Linked DNA regions of Mus musculus: region 2 is linked to region 1. The links are chromatin contacts, called in public Hi-C maps. All regions are on one chromosome and are shown on one strand. The core of a region is the stretch at or near the end of the contact, and the rest is flanking DNA. Distances in the headings are between cores, read along the strand shown.

What was found. A called contact is a pair of places that touch in the nucleus more often than the background predicts.
Region 2: a Hi-C map of liver shows a contact between it and region 1, with 2.8 times the contacts expected there. The contact joins two enhancer-like sites. A contact is called at or near these places in 3 of 39 promoter capture datasets (embryonic stem cells, liver and stem cell-derived epiblast-like cells), 3 of 484 Hi-C or Micro-C datasets (all in liver), 2 of 115 datasets of contacts at active chromatin or transcription factors (kidney and liver) and 1 of 9 other capture datasets (liver).

The regions. Positions count from the first base shown.
Region 1 is chr15:52,300,421-52,305,672 of GRCm38.p6, reverse strand. All of the region lies in intron 1 of Slc30a8 (solute carrier family 30 (zinc transporter), member 8), which reads right to left. Among named protein-coding and RNA genes, the nearest start is that of Slc30a8, 7.5 kb to the right of the region's middle. Within about 2 kb of position 2,227, at least 3 of the 459 cell types and tissues checked have an H3K27ac peak or open chromatin away from gene starts, as enhancers often do. A contact at or near this core is called in kidney and liver, where this site is marked.
Region 2 is chr15:52,376,335-52,381,586 of GRCm38.p6, reverse strand. No RefSeq gene overlaps it. Among named protein-coding and RNA genes, the nearest start is that of Gm41321, 65 kb to the left of the region's middle. Within about 2 kb of position 3,291, at least 4 of the 459 cell types and tissues checked have an H3K27ac peak or open chromatin away from gene starts, as enhancers often do. A contact at or near this core is called in kidney and liver, where this site is marked.

The sequences.
Region 1 (5,252 bases), core at 978-3,477:
TGAAAACACTAGTGAGGTTCTCGGAATTAAGAACTTTACATTTCTAGCTCTGAAAGTTAAGTTTTACATTAGCTTCTATTTGAAGGTTATCTCATTTGGATTATCACCATCTGGAATTAAAAGCCTGAATGTTTTGGCTTAGCTGATAAGTATTAGGATCACTCTAATTACTGTCATATTTGATATTCTGAAAAATAATAAATGTGCATATCATTATAGGAAACTTAGTATAACAAAAAACACAAAGTAGAGAAAAATCACTGGTAATTATACTTCCAAAATACAATTATTGATATTTTATTGGATAGTGTTGCAACATATTAAATATGCATTTTTATACAATGAGAGTCCATTGGTTAGCTTGTTTTGAGTTATATATAGAAAAAAAATTCTGTTGAAAAGGTAGCGCATGAGAATTGTTGGTTATACTACTGCAGACACCTAAAAGCACCTAGGCTTCAAGCACTATTTGGACAGAGCTATGCTTTATCCCAAAACTGATTTTGCTCCTATCTTGGAGTGGTTGTCAGGGTATATAAGGCTATCTTTGTGGGTTTTTATATTCAGGTGGAGGAGTTCATCTGCCATGGTTTGAAGCTGAAAGCCTCCCCTCACACCCTTCACCCTGAGCCAATGTTTCACTTCTTGATCTCCGTTTTCCATAACTGTTTTAAATGGTGTAAAATGTGGGATTTGGCTGCAGAAATGAGTTCTAGGATCAGTCCGTGAATTTTATACCTCCTCTTGATTTTGTGCTATTTCTTTGTGCTTCCTGGAAAAGCTAAGATAGGAGAGCCCCAGGCTCATGCTTCCATCACAATGGACGTACTTTGTCTTGTCATGGTAGACTGTCATCTCCTGAACCATGACCAGAGCTAAATCTTTTGTCCTTGAGCTTGCTTTTGGTCACAAGCAACGAGAATACTAATGTAATAATCGCTCTCAAAATTGACCCAAGAGTCTGGAAGCAAACTATTTTTATCAAATGAGACCCATCCACTATAACTGAAGACTGTTTGTGTAAAGCTCCTTACATTTAGGCCTAAACTCAGCCATGCTGCTTCCTAGAGCTTAGAACAAAGTCTACCCCCATTAACTTTGTGCAATTTGGGCACTGTTTCTGTACTATAGTTTACAGAAGAAGATGTTTCCTTTCTTGTTAACTTACACAATTTTAATACTTATATCTTAAGTATCTTTTCAAGAAAACATTCCTAATCCAAGATTCATTGGTTTATACCTATGTTTTCTTTAAGAAGATATTTAACTATATCATCTTGGCATCTTCCTTAATGCTATAACTCATGTTAGTAAAGTTCTTTAATATGATGTCAGAAATATATACATATTAACTTTTTTTTACACAACTATTTAATTGTCCCAAAAACATATGTTGAAAACACCTTGTTGAAATACAATTGGCCCATTCAGTTGGTATGTATTATTATATGTATGTATGTATATGTATATTAGTATGTATATGCTGGTAGCCTATGTCGTGAATTTAAGTATATAATTACTCTTTTCATTTTTTGAATCTTTGAGAGTTTCATACATGCACATAATGAATTTCAGGGGCTTTTTACCCTATAATTTTCCTCTCTTTTTCCTCTCTCTCTACTACTGAAAGCCTTCTTGTCACTCTGTCTTAGTAAGGATTTCCATCGCTATGAAGAGACACCATGACCAAGGCACAACTCTTATACAGGAAAACATTTAATTGGGGCTGGCTTACAGTTTCAAAGGTTCAGTCCATTATCATAATAGCAGGAAGCATGGCAGCATACAGGCAGACATGATGCTGGAGAAGCTGAGAGTTCTGTATCTTGATCTGAAGGCATCCAGGAAAAGACTGGATTCCACAGGCAGCCAGGAGGCTCTTAGTCAACATTGGGAGGAGACTGAGCATAGAGACATCAAAGCCCACTCCCACAGTGGCACATCTCCTCCAACAAGGCCACATTTAGTCTAAGGCCACAACAACTTAGGACAAGCATATTCAAACCACCACACACGACTACTTTTATGTCTTCTTTGTGTGTGTGAATTACCTGGATGAACAGATAAATACACTCTAGTGTAATAGTGGTGTGATTATTATGGGGATGACCAAGTGCTTTCTAATTGGGTTTGTGTTAATTTTTAATAGCAGGGTATGTGACACCTTGTGAAGTTGGCACCAGGGACTAGGGTATTGCAATAGTGGACTTGACCTTTTCCCTTTATGGCAGAATGTGGACTTTGGATTAGGAAAGCAGTTGAGTACTTTAAGTGGGGCTTAATAGGCCATGCTAGTAGAATCGTGGAAGACAGTGGTATTGAGTGATTTGAACTCTGGGGGGTCTGGCTTAAGAGGTTTTAGAGAAGAGTATTACTGTGTGGCCTAGTCAAAGTCTTATGATATGTTGGTGAAGAATACTTTTTGTCCTTGTCTGAAAAGTCTGCCTGAAGCTAAAATGAAGAGTTATGGATTAACAGCATTGGTGGAAGAACTTTCCAGAAAGCGTAGCACTGATAGTGTTGCTTTATTAGTTGCTTGATTATTAGTGGCCGGTCTTACGCATATCTATAATGAAAAGGAGCAAGCTGAGCAAGGAAAAATGCAAAATGTACAGTTTGAGAAAAGGGACACTGGGAATGGTAAACAGATTAAAGAAAAGCCTGGTGCTACATGGAATCAAAGGAGTAGTGACCTCAGAGCAAAGCCCCAATTAAGCTTCCATTTTGTGAAAAGGACTTAAGGAAAGGTTCAGGGTAGGCATAGTGGCACACACCTTTAATCCTAGCACTTAGGAGGCAGAGGCAAGTGGATCTCTGAGTTCAAGGCCAGCCTAGTCTACAGAGGAAGTTCAGGCAGTGATGGAAACCATTGAAAACAGAAAGCTGGTGAAAATGTATTCAAATGAGTGTTCCAGGGCCAGCAAGCAGCAGAACTTGCCAACTTCTCCCTCCACTTGTTTATGGCTGTAGATCAAGGATAAAAGAAAGGGGTTATGACATCTAAGGCAAACCATTGCGGTCAGATATATGGCAGGTGTGTCACTGTGTGGAGGACTAAAGAGGCCATTGCTTAAAGCCGTGAAGGTGAAGTCAGAACTGCCTTGAAGACTTCAAGGTGTTAAAGATAGCAGCATCATGGGATGGCTTCTGAGGAAAGCTGCTAACAGAGAGTGGAACCATCTTGAGAGAAAGCAGTATGCTGCAGTCAACAAGGCTGAAAGGAGTTAGGGATCTGAAGACCTCATTGACATCAGACATAGAGATACAGAATTTGGAGTTTGTCAGCTGCTTTCCAGTCTTGCTTTGGTCCAGTCTTTCCCACTATGCTCCCTTTCCTACCTTCAGGAATGGTAGTGTATCTCCTATGCTATGGTGTGTTGGAAGTGTGTGGTATGCTTTTGGATATTGATCTTACAGGGGGCTACAGCTAAGAAGTTTATCATGAGTCTCAGAAGAGATTTTGAACTTTAGGCATTTCAACAATGTTGAGACTGTTATAGGCGATAATAAGGATTTTTGAAGTTATGATTAGAATCCTATGGGTTAAGGGAATGGGATATGGTATTTTAAGGGAAAACGGCCCCCATAGGCACTATTTGGAAGGATTAGGACAAGTGGCATTTTGGGAGTAGGTATCAGCTTATTGGAGAAACTGTGTCACAGGGGGAGGACTTCGCAGTATCTCCCTCTCTCTGCTGCTTGCCAACCCAGACATAGAACTCTCAGCAACCTCTCCAGAATCATGTCTGCCTGTATGCCACCATGCTTCCCACCATGACAATAGTAGACTAAACCTCTGAACTGTAAGTCAACCCCAATTAAATGCTTTCCTCCATAAGAGTTGCTATGGTTATTGCACCTCTTGACAGCAATCAAAATCCTAAGTAAGAAGTCCCTTCTGTTACTATGTAAGTTGTGAGGTCTATTTGTTAATTTCTCTTAAAAGGTTTAATTTCTCTTAATAAGTATTATGGTGAGCACATTAAATTTTCATGTCAATTTTAAAATTTAGCAATATTAATTCTTCCACAATGTTGGAAACATTCTTAGTGAATTCTTTAATTCCTACAATGTTCTGTAAATTATAATATAAAATTGAACATTTTTATTTATTTAATGAATTACTTTTTTGTAATTTCTAATTTATGAGTATGGGTGTTTTGCCTGCATATATGGTCTGTGTACTGCATGCGATGTTGTGTTGGCAAAAGACAAAAGAAGGCATTAGATCCCCTGGGGACTGCAGTTGTAGGTGTTGGTGAACCTCCATGTGAGTGTTAGGAATCAAACCTGGGTCTTCTGAAAGAGCAACCAATGCCCTTAGCCAGTAAGCTATAGCTTTACCCCCTATTTGATGAATTCATATGCTTTGTTTGCATGCCCTTGTAAGTAAATGAGTTTTCTTAACTTTATTTTCAGGTCTTATTTTATTTTATTTTGCTATTCCTATGTAAAAATACAATTACATTTATATCTATCATTTATTACCACTTTACTGAACTTACTAAATCTTACATTTCTCAGAGTATGTTTTGACATTTTTATATTTAAAATATGTTATTGTTTGGAAATATAGCTTTCATTTTCCCTTTCTATTCTGATGTCTCTCATTTTGTTTTCTCACATGGAAGTCCTGGCTGGAATGCACAGTATCTTCTAATATTTATTAGAAGCAACGGGCCTGGACATAGTTATGTTCTACACATTCTGAAATACTTTCATACTTTCTTCTTAATTATAACATTCCATGTTATGGATTTAAGGAGATTCTCTTCAGGGCTGAGAGATGGCTGTGCAGGAGGTGAGTGCTTAGTGCTTTTTGTAGAAAAGCTGGCTTTCAGCTCTAAGCACATGGGGGCTCACACCCATCTACAAAGTCAGGCAGCTAACAACAACCTGTCATTTCAGAAGAGTCCAGTACCCTCCTCTGGCCTCACCAGTTTTTTGAGATGAAGTCTCTCTATGTAGTCCTGGGTGTCTCAGAACTCACTATGTAGATTAGGCCAGCCTCAAACTTATAGAGATCCACATACCTCTGCCTCCCAAGTACCGCAGCATAAACATGCATCACCTCACCGAGCTGCTTGTCTCTTCTTATATTCACTAAGTATAATGGAACTGCAAATTAATTTTCACCAAATTTTTGAGATTTGGGGTCATTAAAGACATTTATAAATTTTTCTTTCCTTCTGGTAATACTATTATGCATGAACTAATGAATTTATCATGCGTCACAGTTCTCTAATGCTCTG
Region 2 (5,252 bases), core at 2,042-4,541, 75 kb before region 1:
TGTGGACACTTTGCTCCTTCTTAGAATTGGAAACAATCACCCATGGAAGGAGTTACAGAGACAAAGTTTGGAGCTGAGACAAAAGGATGGACCATCTAGAGACTGCCATATCCAGGGATCCATCCCATAATTAGCCTCCAAACGATGACACCAATGCATATACTAGGAAGCCTTTGTTGCAAGGACCGTGATATAGCTGTCTCTTGTGAGACTAGGCCGGGGCCTAGCAAACACAGAAGTGGATGCTCACAGTCAACTATTGGATGGATCACAGGGCCCCCAATGGAGGAGCTAGAGAAAGTATCCAAGGAGCTAAAGAGATCTGCAACCCTATCGGTGGAGCAACATTATGAACTAACCAGTACCCCAGAGCTCTTGACTCTAGCTGCATATGTATCAAAAGATGGCCTAGTCGGCCATCACTGGAAAGAGAGGCCCATTGGACAGGCAAACTTTATATGCCCCAGTATAGGGGAACGCCAGGGCCAAAAAATGGGAATGGGTGGGTAGGGGAGTAGGGAGGGGAGGGGGGACTTTTGGGATAGCATTGGAAATGTAATTGAGGAAAATACGTAAAAAAAAAGAGAGAGAGAGAGAAATGGGCTTCCCACAGGCAAGTTGGTAACTCTCTCTTTGCCATGGGTGGGACCAGCATTTGGGTTGTAAAGTGAACAGGGTGATAAATGAATAGAGTGAAGAGGGAATTTGAATTATTTAGTTTTATATTAAATGCTTACATGTTTATTATTAAAAAAAAAAAAGGACCTGTGCCTAACTGGAAGGAGTGACTCCCAAAGGAAGGCCAGTTCTTAAGTTTTTATACCCTAGTACTGCTGTCTTCTGTCTGCTTCCTGATCACCTAAATGTGATAAAGCAGTTTTGTTCTTCCTGTTACCACAGCTGAGGCCCAGTCTCAATGCCATTTTTCACTCTGAGCTATACCTCTCAAATTTGAACCAACATAAAATCATCTTCCATGAAGCTGTTTCCTGGCACAGATTTGGTGACAGCAATGAATAAAATGACATTACTACCTAATTGTAAGGCTATACTTTGTAGCCCCTTGAAGGTTTGGAGGACTGGACTGCGTGGCTTAAATCAGTCTAAAGAGATGTAAATGCTCCTATATGGGGGCCCTGTGTTCCATCCTATAGATGACTGTGAGCGTCCACTTCTGTATTTAACAGGCACTGGTAAAGCCTCACAGGAGACAACAATATCAGGGTTGTTCAGCAAAATCTTGCTGGTGTATAGGAGCTAGAGAAAGTACCCAAGAGCTGAAGGGGTCTGAGACCCTATAGGCGGAACAACAATATGAACTAACCAGTACCCCCAGAGCTCATGTTTCTAGCTGCATATGTAGCAGAAGATGGCCTAGTCAGCCATCATTGGGAAGAGAGGCCCCTTGGCCTAGCAAACTTTATATGCCACAGTACAGGGGAACGCCAGGGCCAAGAAGTGGGAGTGGGTGGGTAGGGGAGCAGGCCAGTGGGAGGGTATAGGGGACTTTTGGGATAGCATTTGAAACGTAAATGAAGAAAATATCTAATAAAAAAATGTGGGGGAAAAAAAGAGATGTAAATGTCCAACAGAAACTGGGAAGTTTTCCAAAGGGGTAAGGTGTTTCTTTGCTTTCTCATTGTCCAGCACATGGATGTGATGGCTAGAACTTAACAATCCTCTTAATCACCCAGGGGACAAGGGAAGAGCCTCAAGGGTTCATTAAAGATACAAAGGCTGGGAGAAGGCACCATCACCAATGACAGGTCCTGAATTTCCAAACTAAAAATTCACTCAACGGGTCTAAAACTTTTCCGAGTTTTATCTTCAGCTCTCACATGTATCTCCTTTCCACTGTCGTCTTTCCCTGTGACTCTGCAATACCTGGCTTTATTCTCCCTTCTCTGGGCATCCTACTGCCTGAAATGATCATATTTCTTTATGTGTTTATTTGCTGATTGCCTGTGTCCCTCACTAAAATGTAAGGACCTTGTAGCATTCACAGTTTAATCTCTCTTCTAAAACAGCAACTGGCCAGTGATGCATGCATTCAAGAATTACCCTGAGTAAGGGAATTATTTTACTTTACCTTCGATGAGAATGTTTGCCTGAGGGCAGGTTGTCATTTTTCTTTTTTTATTCTGCCCCAGAATGGTTAGACAGAACATAGCCACTCCGGCTGTGCAGAATTGAAGCAATAAAACCATATCTAAATTGGAATGACTTTGTATTTAGTCACTGCAAGACCAGTAGCCTATAGGGAATAAGTACCTATTGTATCCATGTGGGTTCTGTCATTGCATCCACACCCCTTGAAACTAAATTCCTTTATTAAATTGTTCCTATGCCTTTTTAAAAGGAATCAACTTGGAACTTTTTCATTCTACTTCTAAGAGGAGGATTCTACTAATGAAAATCTACAGGAATTGCCTGAGGGTCAATACACATGAGTATAGGATGAATCCTTTGGGGCTCTTTTATGATAATTAATGCTTAGGGGGTTCTTCTCCCAAATAAAACATTTTGTAAGTATTGATAAGCACACCATGAGCTTGTCTAAATGCAGTCTTTCAAAACGCTATTGGGTAATTAGATTCTGATTTCGCCCTCTGAGTCTTTGTGTGGCTTTGAGGGCGACATGAGCAGGTGTTTTCCTTCTTACTAGTGAGTGCTATTTTGGTTCTGTAGATCACACAAGATGATCTGACTTCACAAGAGTTTGCTTCCATGAACAACAGACCACAGTGACACAGATGACAGACGTTTGTGAAATCAGTTGGATGTGCCATATAAAATATTAGAAGAACTGAAGAATTCTTCATAATTAGATATTTACATAAACATGAATAATGCAAATGAATGATAGCCCACAGTTCATTCAGCGTATACCAGTCCCTCTTCTAATGCAATTTCAATTTCATTCTTGATCTATATCCTCCAGGCAACAATTTCTCTTCTTTTTTTAGATGAGAGAATTAAGGCCCAGGGAGTTTAAGAAAGCTGGTCAAAGTTCCATGGACAGCCACTGTCAGAGCTTGGTTTTGAAGTGAGGCGTTCTTGGCTTTTGGACCTGTGTTCTTGTCACAGTGCTGATTAATGCTCTGTCTGAAAATGACATCATTGTATTTTGTGAAACACGGTCACTTAAGACAAAAAATGATTCCAGAGAACAGAGTGGATGGCAATGTCTTCAGTTTTAGGATTAGAACACAGAGACACCAGAGAGTTGACTTTCATTTGTTTGTTTGTTTTGTTTTGTTAAGATTGCAGCAAGTTAGAACTCTGTGTACTGTGCTGTAACAGCAAAATTTGCCTGGTCAGTAGAGACTGGGTTCAAATTCCACATAAACATCAGTGGCTACTACTGGCTTAGATCTAACTCTGAGGTTTTTTTTTTCCATCTCTGTGTTGGGGTTTACTGCAGCTGAATGTTAAGGGAACCCTCATAGTACTTTTACCATTTACCTGAAATTAATTCTTAGTTGGGAGCAACAGTTCTGACTTAGCATTCTTTTATTCCTTAGATGTAAGGCCATGCTCATTCTCACCTGTCACACTTGGCTGTGAAAACTGAAATTATTTCCAGATAACACCAAGTGTTATCAGGCAGGTAAAATGGACTCCAACTGAGAAATGCTATTCACCTCCTTTTACCTTTGCTAGTGTTAGAGACCGTGCACACAAAGTAATGGATGCACAGTGAGTCCTCCAGGAATGTGAAAGATTATTAATTATGCATGCTCTTAGTTTGTTCTTGAACTAATGTTCTTTCTGAAGCGATAAAAACATCACTTTCACAGATTGTTGGAGGAAACAAATGAACTAATATTTATGAAAATAACTGGTCATAGCTCAGAACTCATTTGCGTTTTGGAGCAGATTATATTGTGATGTGCAGTAAATGAATTCAAACAGCCCATTCATTATAGTGCCCAAGTTGTCATTTTAGACTGCACTTGAAATAAAAATGTCTAGGATGTATATGTGTATACAAACAGCTCCAACCTAGTTCTCAGATTCACATTTTTAAATGTATTTAAATAATTCATTGAGAATTTCATAAATCCTCTTTTATCATAGTTATCCCAACTCCTCCCCTTAATTCTTCTAGATTCATTCCCACATTGTTGTTCACTTCAAACTTTGTATCACCTAAAAGAAGAAAAAGAAAAAAAAACCATTCAGACCAATTTGTGATGTCCATATGCTCCTGGAAATGGGACCATCTTCTGGAATAAGGTCAATTACCAGGGTCACATCCTTAAAGAAAACCAATCTCCCTACCCTGAAATGTATCAGCTGTCCTAGGTTCTTCAGTTAAGAGTAGGGACTCATAAACTCCTTCACAGTCCATGCTAGTATGTTGGTTAACTTAATCTTTCACTGATCTTGTGCAGTCACAGCACTGTAATTTTATGAGTGCAGTAGCATGGTCATATCTAGAAAACACTTTCACTGCAATCCCCCATAACTTCTGGGTCTTATGATTCCCATCTCAACCCCACTTCTTTCATGGTGATCCCTAAGACTTGATAGGGGAATCTCAGTCTGATACTATGTCTATTTAACATGATGATGATAAGTTCATCCCTTTGGCCTGTGAGATATCCAATGTTGGCTTCTTATTGTATTAGATTAAATATAAGAAAGCAGTTGTTTGCACCCAATATATTAATGCCACCTTTGCACCCATCGGCCTATCTTGCCCGATAGACATTCTCCCAGAAGCCTGTGTAGAACCTGCTCATGTTATGTATGAAAGCTAGGCAGCATGGGGGAAGCTTCCTGGTCAGTAACAACTTGATTTCTTCCTGTCCTGTAATGAAAGTGTGTAGTGTCTTCAGCAAGTACAGTTTATCAACTTCTGGTGGATAACCAAGAACAGTGGCAGTAACCTATATTGTTTGGTGGTTTTCAGGACACCTCTGACCAAAAGCTCAAGAAGAGGTATCTTATAATTAGCACTTGGCTTTCTATTTGCAACCTATGGTTCCTTGAAGGATGATTATCCTCTGTCTAGAGCAATTCCTATAAAATTATTTAACATGTATAATATATTGTTTGTTTTTGTATATGTGTGCTACAGAGTTGTAGATTTCCATATGGCTTATCCCACAATCCTTAGTGTTAAGATCCCTCCTCTCCACATCATATTATGTCTACAAAGTTTGACTCTGGATTGAACATGACTAATTCTAGTCATAATTGCAATGGTTTCCAATATTTTCTACTAATATCATGCTGAGTTCAAT